Regions from separate parts of the Mus musculus genome. Here all the other regions are linked to region 2. The links are chromatin contacts, called in public HiChIP or PLAC-seq and promoter capture Hi-C maps. All regions are on one chromosome and are shown on one strand. Each heading gives the region's core, a stretch centred on a gene start, on an enhancer-like site or on the middle of the called end of the contact. The rest is flanking DNA. Distances are from core to core; before and after follow the strand shown. Region 1 overlaps Ttc17 (tetratricopeptide repeat domain 17). Region 2 holds the start of Alkbh3 (alkB homolog 3, alpha-ketoglutarate-dependent dioxygenase). Region 3 has its middle 24 kb from the start of Mir670hg. Region 4 overlaps Ttc17 (tetratricopeptide repeat domain 17).

Region 1 (2,700 bases), core at 9-2,508, 350 kb after region 2:
AACCAAACATTCTTAAAATAAAAGACTAAGAAATGTTAAAACAAAGAAGTTGCATTTTAAAATAAGCAACCTGGTTTTATGAAGTGTTAGTTTAGGGGCATTAAAAGAGTGCGAGCTTGGGGCTGGAGAGATGGCTCAGCGGTTAAGAGCACTGACTGCTTTTCCAAAGGTCCCGAGTTCAAATCCCAGCAACCACATGGTGGCTCACAACCATCCATAATGAGATCTGACACCCTTCTCTGTTCTCTGGTCTGTCTGAAGACAGCTATAGTGTTTACATATAACAATAAATAAATCTTTAAAAAAAAAAAGAGTGCGAGCTTTACGGTCAGTACCCTCAAGTCCAAATCTAGGCTTGTACGTTCTGATGCCTTTTAGTCTGTGTGTACTCAACTCATCGATCATGGGAAAAAGCCTATCTGCTGATGAAATCAGCGGTTTGATGATCTTGCTGTGCTGTTGTAAAACATTTGTTTGATTTGGTGATACTTTTGTAAAACACCAGATGGTGTCTAGATCTAGTTAAAAGAATTCAGTGAAGGAAAACCAATGAAATGTATGCCTAAGATGACGACCAGGAGCAGTGATGATCTGCAGCTCTTGCTATGTCCTGGCCCAAACTTTTTGCTGGACTGTCCAGCAGGGAAAGGTACCAGAGCTATCAAAATTCTTACTATCTTTAGTGCTAAGATAGTTATCTGTAATATAGAAAAGGCTCTGGTAGAAACCATTATTGATAATAGTTATTAAGGATGTCAGCTACCACTGGGCAGTGGTGGCACATGCCTTTAATCCTAGCACTTCGGAGGCAGAGGCAGGCAGATTTCTGAGTTTGAGGCCAGCCTGGTCTACAGAGTGAGTTCCTGGACAGCCAGGGCTACACAAAGAAATCTGGTCTTGAAAAACCAAAAAAAAAAAAAAAAAAGGAATATCAGCTACCTAAAGACATGGCATGACAATCTATGGATTACATAACCATTTAAGCTAATGGTCTTAAAACTATCTAGTAGCAGTTTTTAAATGTAGTATAGGCTTTTCAAGGTCACTCTGAAATGCTTGAAGACTTCCTGGTCCCAGGTACTTCTAGCCAGTGACAGCTGGGGAGGCAGTGTTGGTTACAGTGCGTTTCCACTTCTGCTTCACTCACCTCAACTCACTGACTTCTCTTTTTATCTTTTATCAGTGCCACAGACCTTTGCAACTAAATGTAACTACACTGTAAATACAGGAAGACAAGCATCTCTGAGAGCCCAGCTCTTCCTTCTTCAGCTGCCTTAGCTGCAGCAGCAGCAGGGGAACACAGGAAGCACTGGGCCTCCCATGGGCAGGGCGTGCTCACGTCATGTTCAATCTCATCATCTGCTCTCACTGCACCGTGTTTGCACAGAGCAAGCACTGGAGCTGATAGACTTACTAGCAGCTAGGTCTGCTGGAAAGTGTAGACATTACACAATTATGCTTAAAAATTGTCATTTTTTGAACTCTTAATGGGCAATATTTTATTATATTTAAAATTTAGTTTTATGGTCTCTTAAACAAACCTAAGCTATTCACACCCATCTCTTATAAAGGATTCTCTGGAGGTAAAATATATAATCATTCCGGGGTGAGGTTAAGGGCAACTTAATTGGGTAACTATTATAACTGTATTTCTGCAAACCTAAAGTAGAACCTTAAAAATAGGGACTAAGACTCACAAAGCAGTTACGCTAGGCATGGCAGCACATTATCTGGCCCCTTGGCACTGAACCTAGGTGCTGTTCACATTACCACAGTTACAGTCCCGGTCCCCTGTTATTGTTTCTTACTACAACAACTGTTTAACTGTGCATCAGATGGTGTAACTATATCTATAAATTAAATACTATATCTATAAAATAATATAATACTAAACACAATGCATTCAATAATGAGTGGGAGAGTGAGAGCCAGCTGTTGCAGGCAGACATAGAGAGTCACAGCATATTTTCATAGCTGTACAATTTCTATTTATATGTAAGTTTTGAAGAAGAGAAATGAGAATTGTTAGTTTTACTCATTCAAATCTGAAAAGAGCTAGCACAGTGGTACATGTATGTAATCTTGGGTCAGGAGTCTGAGGCAGGAGAATTATGAATTGAGGGGAGCTCTGGTTACAAAGCCTGATGCTGTCTCAAGATATATAAATAATCAAAATAAAATATTTGTTTTTTTCTTGAAGTATGCAAATTCTACTCTTTAAAGAAAACGACATTTTCTTTTTTTCTTTTAATTAGATATTTTCTTTATTTACATTTCAAATGTTATCCCCTTTCATGGTTTCCTCTTCAAAAACCCCCTATCCCCTCCCACCTCCCCCTGCTCCCTAACTCACCCACTCCTGCTTCCTGGCCCTGGCATTCCCCTATCCTGGGGCATGAACCTTCATAGGACCAAAGGCCTTTCCTCCCATTGATGATCGACTAGGCCATCTTCTGCTACATATACAGCTAGAGCCATGAATTCCACCATGTGTTTTCTTTGGTTGGTGGTTTAGTCCCAGGGAGCTCTGGAGATACTGGTTACTTCATATTGTTGTTCCTCCTATGGGGCTGCAAACCCCTTCAGCTCCTTGGGTACTTTCTCTAGCTCCTTCATCGGGGACCCTGTGCTCCGTCCAATGGATGGCTGTGAGCATCCACTTCTGTATTGGTCAGGCACTGGCAGAGCCTCTCAGGAGAC
Region 2 (2,700 bases), core at 145-2,644:
AAAAAAAAAAAAAAAAAAAAAACAAACAAAAAACCAAATCACTGGATAGCTCAGTTATGAAGAGTAGATTTTAAATATTTCCATCACAAAAAGGTATACGAGGTAAGAGATGTATTAATTTGATGCATTCATTCTATATCAAAAGCATATATCAAAATGTCACAGAATACCATAAATAAGAACAATGATTTGTCAACTTTAAAATTAAGTTTGAAATGAAAATCTAAAATATCCATGTACCACTTTTAAAACTACAATTTAGGAAAGACTCTATTTCTATGTTTATAACAAGCAGCAAAGGGTAAGATATGCTAATATGTATAGAGATCAGAAGGTTTAGTGACTTACAGAGACACTCAGGAAATCAATACTGATGAAAAGTTCAACTCTTGTCAGGTTCCAGCCTTGAGCTAATCAAACCCCCTATAATTTTGCCCAAAGGTTACCCTATAGCAAATACAGAATTCTTAAGGGTCAGGTCACATGTTCGGAACCTGCGAGCCACTTCTTTATGAGTCTAGGAAAGCTTCTAGCTCTCAAAGACAGTCCACTCATATGACTGCTTACACCACAGGTTCCCAGGCCTCGTCTCCTAGACCTTCCGATCCAACAGAGCTCAGGGCTCTGCTTAAATCTCCTTAGGACGTAGAAATGATGGTTTACAGGCACATACCAGTAATCCCAGCATCCAGGAGGCCTGAGCTAAATACTGAGACCCCGTCTCATCACCGACAACCCATCAAGTGCTTATCATTTACCAGGTAGGGCCTTGGAGAAGATGTCGATTCCCTCAAAAAGTTAATGACACAATCAAATCCAACTCTCCGGGCTTACCGAATGTGTGAAGGAAACCCTCGTGTATCATATTCTCGGAGACCTAAAGGCATAAGACTAGTGGGGGTCAGTGAAGGCCTCTGACCTGCTCACCTTGACGTGACTTGTTTAAGGCAAGTGGTGAACAGAAATTCCAGAGTGCTGTCTGAGACTTCCTGAGTGCTGTCAGTTCGAGGAGTCCCAGAACTTAATAGGTCCTAACAAAGGTCCCGCCACCCTGGAACTCCAAGCCTGAAAACCTTAAAAAGAACAAGGGCTCTGGCAGGTGCAGGAACTTGCTTGGAATGCACAGATCTATCCCGTCCCGCCAGCAAACCCCGTGGCAGCGGACGCCACCGTCTGACCTCAGGCCTCTCCCTCAAGCAGGAGACAGTCCCGCCCTCGAGGCTGAGGTACAGAGAAATGGCTAACAGCCTTCTGATGGCCCAGAAACGGACCCTCGGGCAGTCCTCACACGCCTGCCCCCGGCTCGCGGCCAGCAAGCCAGGAAGGAGCTGGGCGCCCCGGACCAACCTGGCTGGGCCCTGAGCAGAGGTCCCGACACGACCCTAATCAGCCGTCTGGACGCCGGGGAACCTTCAGAGTGAGGCACCAACTCCTGCAACGTCCAACCACAGGCCTCCGTTGCGCGTAGTTCCTCTTAGGTGACATACTGCCACCGCTTCCGCTTCCGGTGGGTAGCCCGGAGTCCGGGTTGCCCCGCATCCCTGGCAACTAAAGGGCCGGGTGGAGACGCTGAAGGGAATATGGTCGGAATGGGAACTGGAGTCAGGGGCACATGTGGGGATGAAGATGAGCCTCCTAGGCCTAGGTCCTCAGGAAACTAGTTCCCGAAACCAGTGCTGGCATCTTAGGTCTGTTGTGCAAAGGGCAACCGCACTCTCCCGGAACTTGTACTGATCCGGGAGTAGGGAGGACTGGGACATGCTGGGTTCTGCTATAGAATTCTCTCCTTACCTTGAAAACCATGAAGAGTCTAAGGTGCGCTTTGTTCTCAACGTAGCGCGCCCGTCTTTTCTACACAGCATTTACGCTGGGACGTGAGAGCATGCCTTATTTATCTGAGTTCCTCAGTGCTAAGGAAACTTTACTTGAGTCCACAGATCTGTCTAAATTTCATTCCAATGCCACCATTTGGGGCAAGTGCATTGCTTACTTTTTAAGTGGTCCTGTTAAGTGGGATTAAATGAGACAGCAGCGTCTGGACCACTATAGAAATCTAATAATTCACGATAGCTAAAGTGCCTTCTCACGCATCTGACCTCTTCACAAGCTTCTTTAAAGAGATCAGGTTAAGCCATGTCTCTTATAATTTGACAACTCTGACTGTAGCACCAAGTCAACTATTTTCTGTCAAATATTATTCTCTAAAATTTACCAAAACACAATCATTGTGGAGATCTTTCAAATAAGCCTGATTCTGTCAGGGTATCGGTAAAGGCTCCTTAAGAAAAATCCCCACTCGTCAAAAGAATAGAATCACCTGGCCAAAGAATGACCCCTAGGAAGGTAGGCTTACCTGAAGTAACACTAAAGAGATAAGTGGACTTATTAGTACTTTAATGAGACACTGTACTTCCTTTCTCCGATTCCCACCCTCTATCTCCGTCACTTAAGGAACATGGCCACGCCGGTTCCAAGCCTTCCTGCTTTTCTAAATTACCTAGAGAAACAACAACAAAAACTAAAAACAGCAGCAACAACAAAAACCATAGCTTACCTTTCTTGCTGTCCCTCCTGTAAGCATGCTTCTTTTAGGACTTCAGACTTTTGCCAGCATTTGATGTCCCCTTACTCTTTCTCTGATGCTTCCCTCTCTTACATGACAACGGCTGCCTTCCACTCAGTGACTGACCTCCATGCCCA
Region 3 (2,700 bases), core at 170-2,669, 280 kb after region 2:
CTGTGTAGAGAGGCCATGGAAAGGGCTCTTGTCTGTGGGGCACACAGAAATGCGCAAGGAGGATCCGAGAGGCATCTGTGTCTTTTAGTGTGGGCATCACTGGATGGCAGGGAGATGCAGTCGGGGCTCCTGCATGGCAGCCCCACAATAGAATTAAATGACCTATCAAGGACAACTTTTGCTTTTAAAATTCTTTTCCATGCCTTCTGAGTCAAACAGAGAAAAACAGCCGGGAGTGTCAGGAGCCCACCACACCCTGTTTACTCACTGCAGGAGACTTCACCCAGGGCTCTGGGCATGCACTGCAGGGGCTGGGCTCTACCTCCCCAGGCCCTATTTTTAGTCCTTAGTAAAGAAAATTATTACTTGGATAACGGTAGGTGGCACACAGATGTGACAAAGACGGTGGTGACTGGATGAAAACTGAGCTAGAGGAGTGTCAGAATCACTGTCAGCTCAGCCCGTGTGTGACTCATGGATTACCACATGGGAAACTCCATTGAACTCAGTCTGAGTGGCTTCCAACCCCTCAGACCTCAATCACTCACAGACACTACGTGTGGGGATGCCTCTACTTCCTGGACTTCCTGTCGGAGTGGAAAGGACAGCTTTTTTACAGATCTGTCCCTCTCACCAGACCTAGTATCTGCCCTGTCCTCCGGCCCTCGAGGCACACAGGATCCATTAGTCCTTATTAACTAAAGGCAGGAAAGGATGATTGAGCAAACAGTTGTCGGCTCGTTATTGCCCCAGCATAGTAGGTAGCTGCCCTACACATCTGTTTACGAATTCATTGCAGAACTGAGCACCCGAAACAGTGCCAGGCGCCCTGCCCTTAACTTTCTTGAGCCAGCTTCATTTTTAGTCAATAATCAATTTACTTGTTGCACACAGCAGAATCAAGATGCTGTGGATGGTGGGGAGATGTGATCTCTTCTCTTGACTTTCAAGTGGGGCATGCTGGACCCAGCAGATCCCCGACTCCTTCCTCCTCTGAAAGGTCGATTTCTGGGACACTTTGGGCCATTTACAGTTTGGAGCGTCTCCCCAGGTGTAAATCGATTTTGATAGTATTTTACCAACAAGGTGGTCCTGAGTCACCTTGGTAAAGGTGAATGGATGAGACGGTGAGGGACCGAGTAAATGGGTGATGTAATGCTTCTCCAGCTCAGGGGGACATGGTCTGGCTCCTTTGCCTTAGCTAGGGATTGTCCTGCCTGAAGGTTAAAGATTCAGGTCTGCCAAGGGAAGTCCTAAGCCCCAAGCTTTGTTTAACCTGGCAAACATGGACAAAAATACCCATGCTAGTAAAATCCTCTCCCACTGGGAGCCCCTGGGCTTGTGGCTGGGTTAGTAGCAGAGGCCTTTGGGCAGGTGACCCAAGAGGCTGACCACTTGCTCTCCAGAGTACAGAACACCCTGCTGCTCCCTCCCTCAGGAATGTGGGCAGTGCATTGTTGGCATGGTGACCAGCCAGCCTGTCTCCCCCCCCTCCTCTGCATCCCGAGAAGTAGAATGGGGGCCCTGCCAGCTCCACTGGCTCCAAATGGTAGGGAGAGCCCAGTCCAGGAACTGAGGGGGCCTGGAGCTCAACACTGCCCGGGAACAATGAAGCTGTTGCCCTGGCAACAGAGAGTGGCCTCTCCCTGGGCCTCAAGGCTGAGTCTGGGAATAGGTGTCTTAAGAACAGGAGGTGGGAACAGAGGGGTCTGGGCTGTTCTCAGAGCTGCCTGCCTCTAAGGAAGGATGCAGAGATTTTCTCCAGAGATGACCGGAGCCTTCCGGCCCACTCTTCAGGACCATTGTTGGAGACATTGCTGTGGTGTCCTTCATTAAGGGCAGGAAACAGTCAGGCTATCTGACTAGGACCTGTCTCTGAGTCCCACTCCCCTCTCACAGATTCTGGTCGGGGGAGTGGATGATAAAGTTTTGCACATGAAGGTGACTGGATGACAGCTGTAACTGCGGGGGCACCCTGAGAACTGTAGACCGTGGGTGCTGAGGCCACGGGGTAGAGTGTGGTCCTGATACACTGTATGGCCATGTCCTCTGCCCTCTGAGCCTGAAAGCTAACAGACCCCTTTCCCAGAGGCCTTTGGAGGGTTCTAAAAGCGTTTACTTCTTGAATGAGACAGTTCAACTTCACAATCAGATGCAAGACCCCAGGGAAGTCATCTCTATGCGTGGTGTGCAGTCCCCTCAGCTATAGAGTTGGCATGGTACCAGGATGGTGTGTTGGCATTGAACAGGCCAGATATCCCTAGACTTGGGGACATAGGAGTGTCTGGCCCCACTGTTTCTCCCTCCAGAATACTGCAGCACAGGTGTTTCTTGGCATTACACAAACTGTCTAGATGGATGTCCACAGTGGCCCCCATTCTTCCTGAAATCCCTCCCCTATGCTTATTAACCTCTCCGGAACAGTGTTCAAGAAAAGCATCCATCCCCTCTGTCTTGGTGATGCTGTCTTTAGGAAGGGGTAGTTGCAGGCTCTCCTCATCTGTCTGCATTTCCCCATTTCTCTTTTGAATTTCAGTTGATTTTTTCTATCAAGAAAAATGAAGAAATAAGGGTGAGGTGCTCCTTGAAAAGGGCCTGCAAGCTCAGAGGCATTGGTGGGCATCTTGTCCCAAAGGTGCCCCTGCCTTTGTGCATATTGCATTTGACTGGAGGGAAGTGGCAGGGGTACACCTGCACAGT
Region 4 (2,700 bases), core at 116-2,615, 320 kb after region 2:
TCATCTGACTTCTCCACCTCGTCAGAACCATTGCTCTCTTCAACCACTGTGCCTGCAATTCAAGGGGTTGTGTGGTCAACAGTTTCATGGCGTTTACTCAAGTACAGAATGATTCAAACCTTGTTTTTAGGGATATTTTGGATCTGCTTAGAGGCATGACTATAGAGCCCCCTTCATAAAATACCATTTGGCATCTTTAAACCTCAAAACAGAACACTATCTCTGCCATTTAGCCTTTGCCAAAAGCCTGTCAAATAGTAATGGCAGGAGCCAGAAGGCAGGCAGCCATGGATGGTGTCATGAGTGAGGGGGCAGCTGTGGCACATTATTTGAAAGATCACCTGCTCAACATACAAACCATAGATGGCAAGGGTGATGGCATTATGCGATTTATTGCATGTGTAGGTCTTTTACTTTATTCAGCTACCATCAAACAGTTGTGTGTCCAGCACACATGGCTGCTTAGCTGTATGAACTGAACAAAGGTTAGTTGAAAACTACTCTAATGGAAGCTTCCATTTTCAGTGATAGTATAAAAATAGCTATATGCTAGTTTAATTCCTTAAAAATGGATATGAAGGTATTACTTATGTTGTTTAAGTATTACGATCTCCTATTGTGGATCTTAGTGGGATGTGCTAGGAAAATTTTCCTCTCACATTTTCCCATGAAGTTTATAACCTTCAAGTTCCACCCCATGCTTAGACCATGAAGAGACTCAGAAACGATTATTTTAGGTTTCTTAACATAATTCTTTCCGTTTTCTAAATTGTTTGCTACTTAATCTTTGCTATTTACTTTGAATTAATTGCTGTGCTTTATGTCATTTGCTTCATAAATGCCACATCTTATTCCTTTTAGAGATGAGTAGGGAAAAAAAAAAGAAAAAAAGAAAAAAAAGAAAGAAAAGAAAGGAAAAGGAAAAGAAAAAAAGAAATGAGTAGGGCACAAAAACTAAGAGCAAACTGCTTCCTTTTATCCACACACCCACTGGTAAGCCCGGGAGCACTGGCTTGGTGCCTATGGCACGTCATTATTCCTTCAGGTGGCAACTCCAGGGTGGTCAGAGATTTAGAAACATGTTAATAAGGCCAGTGTCAGGATCTCACGTGGCCAGTGACACACGTAGGCTGACAAAGATCTAATTTCAAGTCTCTGTCTTGCTATGCTGTTCCTAACGTCCGGTACGGGGCCAAGCGTACGGCAGACCCCAGTAGCTGTGGCGCAGAGCAGTCAAGGCTCTCAAGAATCTGCTGGGCCTGGCTTAGCCTGTCCTGCAGGCAACTGAGGACTTAACTCTGTCGTTTACCTTGCCAGTTGGGCACATAACCAAAGTCCAGAGCTCACCCAGCTGAATGGCAAACGACATAAAATTAGGTGCCACACCAGCCAGGAAAACAGCTAGAGAGTTGGCACTGGGAACTCCCAGAGCAGCATAAACGCAAGAGCTGCCTGGCATCTGACTGAGCTGTCAGAGTTGGCTCTCACTGCTCCTCATCTGATTTTTGGGTTCTTTTTCTTTTTCTTCCTATGGCTCACAAAGGATTTCCCCACCCAGTCTGAGACAGGAAAGAGTCTTTGATAAGTTTCATTCAGCAAAACACAGGGCTTACAGAATGTGGCTTTTGGCCAAAGGGAGACCGCAGAGTACTTTCTCAAGATATTTCAGTCTCTCCAGATTGCACATGGGAGGCAGAGCTGGTTTTCTGTAAACTTGACACAAGCTAGGGTTATCTGGGAAGAGGAACCCTGGATTAAGAAAATGCCTCTATCAGATTAGCCTGTAGGCCAGCGTGTAGAGCTATTGTCTTGATTAACAATTGTGGGAGGCTCCTGCTAGCTCAGTGTGGACAGTGCCTCCCTGAGAAGGCAGCCTGAGCAAGCCATGGAGAGCAAGCCAGTAAGCAGAGCTTCTCCATGGCCTCTGCTTCAGTTCCTGCTTCCCAGTTTCTTCCTTGTCTTCCCTGCAGGACAGACTCTGAGCTGCTATGTGACAAAAGCCCTCTCTCCCTCGGTTGCTTTTGGTCATGAGTTAATGACAGCAACGAGAACCTTAACCTGAACACAGGCTGTGTCTAGAACTCTTAGTTTCTTTCTTTCAGCACTGGCTATTATGTGAAAGCATCCACACTGTCGACCTGCAAAATGTCCAAGAAAACAGTTTTCAAGGTTATTGCTTAGTACTACTCCCGTCACGTGTATATGGACACACTTAGTATTATACAAGTGCATAACTTAAACTTATCAGAGAGGGAGGGAGGGAGGGACAGGTAGAGGGAGAGGGAGAGGGAGGCATGGAACTGTTTCAGGCTTCTGCTGCTGCTAGCTTCCAGTGAACTATTCTATAGGGTGTTTGAGCCATGGTGACAGGCATTCTTAGGGAACAACACTAAACACACACACTTCATATCTACTCCTTAGATGGTGGTTCACACACGGGCTGTGTTGTGACCGAGGGAAGCTGGGGTTTGCTTATTTAGCTTTTCCTATGTCATTTGTGCCATAACTATTTTGATGGGAGCAAAAAGCACATGAATGCTTCTGACCCTGGCAAATTAAATGTAACCAACCAACAGTGAACTCGAAACCACAAAGCTACATACATTTGGGACAATTAAAAAATTTTATAATAAAGATGATCTGAATGCAATCACACAATGCTTCCCAGAGAAAGATAGAGTATTGCAGTAGGATTTAGAC

The links. Promoter capture Hi-C pulls out the DNA fragments that hold promoters and counts their contacts. HiChIP or PLAC-seq counts read pairs in DNA pulled down with a chosen protein or histone mark.
Region 1: a promoter capture Hi-C map of the HPC-7 cell line shows a contact between it and region 2. The contact joins the enhancer-like site here to the promoter of Alkbh3 in region 2. A contact is called at or near these places in 5 of 39 promoter capture datasets (the 3T3-L1 cell line, the HPC-7 cell line, HPC-7-derived erythroid cells and 2 more), 1 of 115 datasets of contacts at active chromatin or transcription factors (embryonic basal ganglia) and 2 of 9 other capture datasets (adipose tissue and pancreatic islet).
Region 3: a contact with region 2 is called in an H3K4me3 HiChIP or PLAC-seq map of embryonic basal ganglia, with 4 times the contacts expected there. The contact joins the enhancer-like site here to the promoter of Alkbh3 in region 2. A contact is called at or near these places in 14 of 39 promoter capture datasets (3T3-L1-derived adipocytes, the C10 cell line, the HPC-7 cell line and 7 more), 8 of 484 Hi-C or Micro-C datasets (3T3-L1-derived adipocytes, the HPC-5 cell line, bone marrow-derived macrophages and 5 more), 18 of 115 datasets of contacts at active chromatin or transcription factors (the 230-238 cell line, the NIH/3T3 cell line, acute myeloid leukemia and 11 more) and 4 of 9 other capture datasets (adipose tissue, embryonic stem cells, macrophages and 1 more).
Region 4: a promoter capture Hi-C map of liver shows a contact between it and region 2, with 2.5 times the contacts expected there. The contact joins the enhancer-like site here to the promoter of Alkbh3 in region 2. A contact is called at or near these places in 7 of 39 promoter capture datasets (the C10 cell line, the HPC-7 cell line, cranial neural crest and 4 more), 2 of 115 datasets of contacts at active chromatin or transcription factors (acute myeloid leukemia and embryonic basal ganglia) and 1 of 9 other capture datasets (liver).

The regions. Positions count from the first base shown.
Region 1 is chr2:94,359,508-94,362,207 of GRCm38.p6, forward strand. All of the region lies in intron 15 of Ttc17 (tetratricopeptide repeat domain 17), which reads right to left. Among named protein-coding and RNA genes, the nearest start is that of Ttc17, 46 kb to the right of the region's middle. Within about 2 kb of position 1,259, at least 50 of the 459 cell types and tissues checked have an H3K27ac peak or open chromatin away from gene starts, as enhancers often do. A contact at or near this core is called in the HPC-7 cell line and pancreatic islet, where this site is marked.
Region 2 is chr2:94,009,336-94,012,035 of GRCm38.p6, forward strand. It overlaps Alkbh3 (alkB homolog 3, alpha-ketoglutarate-dependent dioxygenase), which reads right to left and starts at 1,395. Exons shown (of 10, transcript NM_026944.1): 1 at 1,348-1,395.
Region 3 is chr2:94,287,847-94,290,546 of GRCm38.p6, forward strand. No RefSeq gene overlaps it. Among named protein-coding and RNA genes, the nearest start is that of Mir670hg, 24 kb to the left of the region's middle. Within about 2 kb of position 1,420, at least 109 of the 459 cell types and tissues checked have an H3K27ac peak or open chromatin away from gene starts, as enhancers often do. A contact at or near this core is called in the NIH/3T3 cell line, embryonic basal ganglia, embryonic forebrain and 2 more, where this site is marked.
Region 4 is chr2:94,333,001-94,335,700 of GRCm38.p6, forward strand. It overlaps Ttc17 (tetratricopeptide repeat domain 17), which reads right to left. Exons shown (of 25, transcript NM_183106.2): 18 at 1-52. Among named protein-coding and RNA genes, the nearest start is that of Mir670hg, 69 kb to the left of the region's middle. Within about 2 kb of position 1,366, at least 22 of the 459 cell types and tissues checked have an H3K27ac peak or open chromatin away from gene starts, as enhancers often do. A contact at or near this core is called in liver, where this site is marked.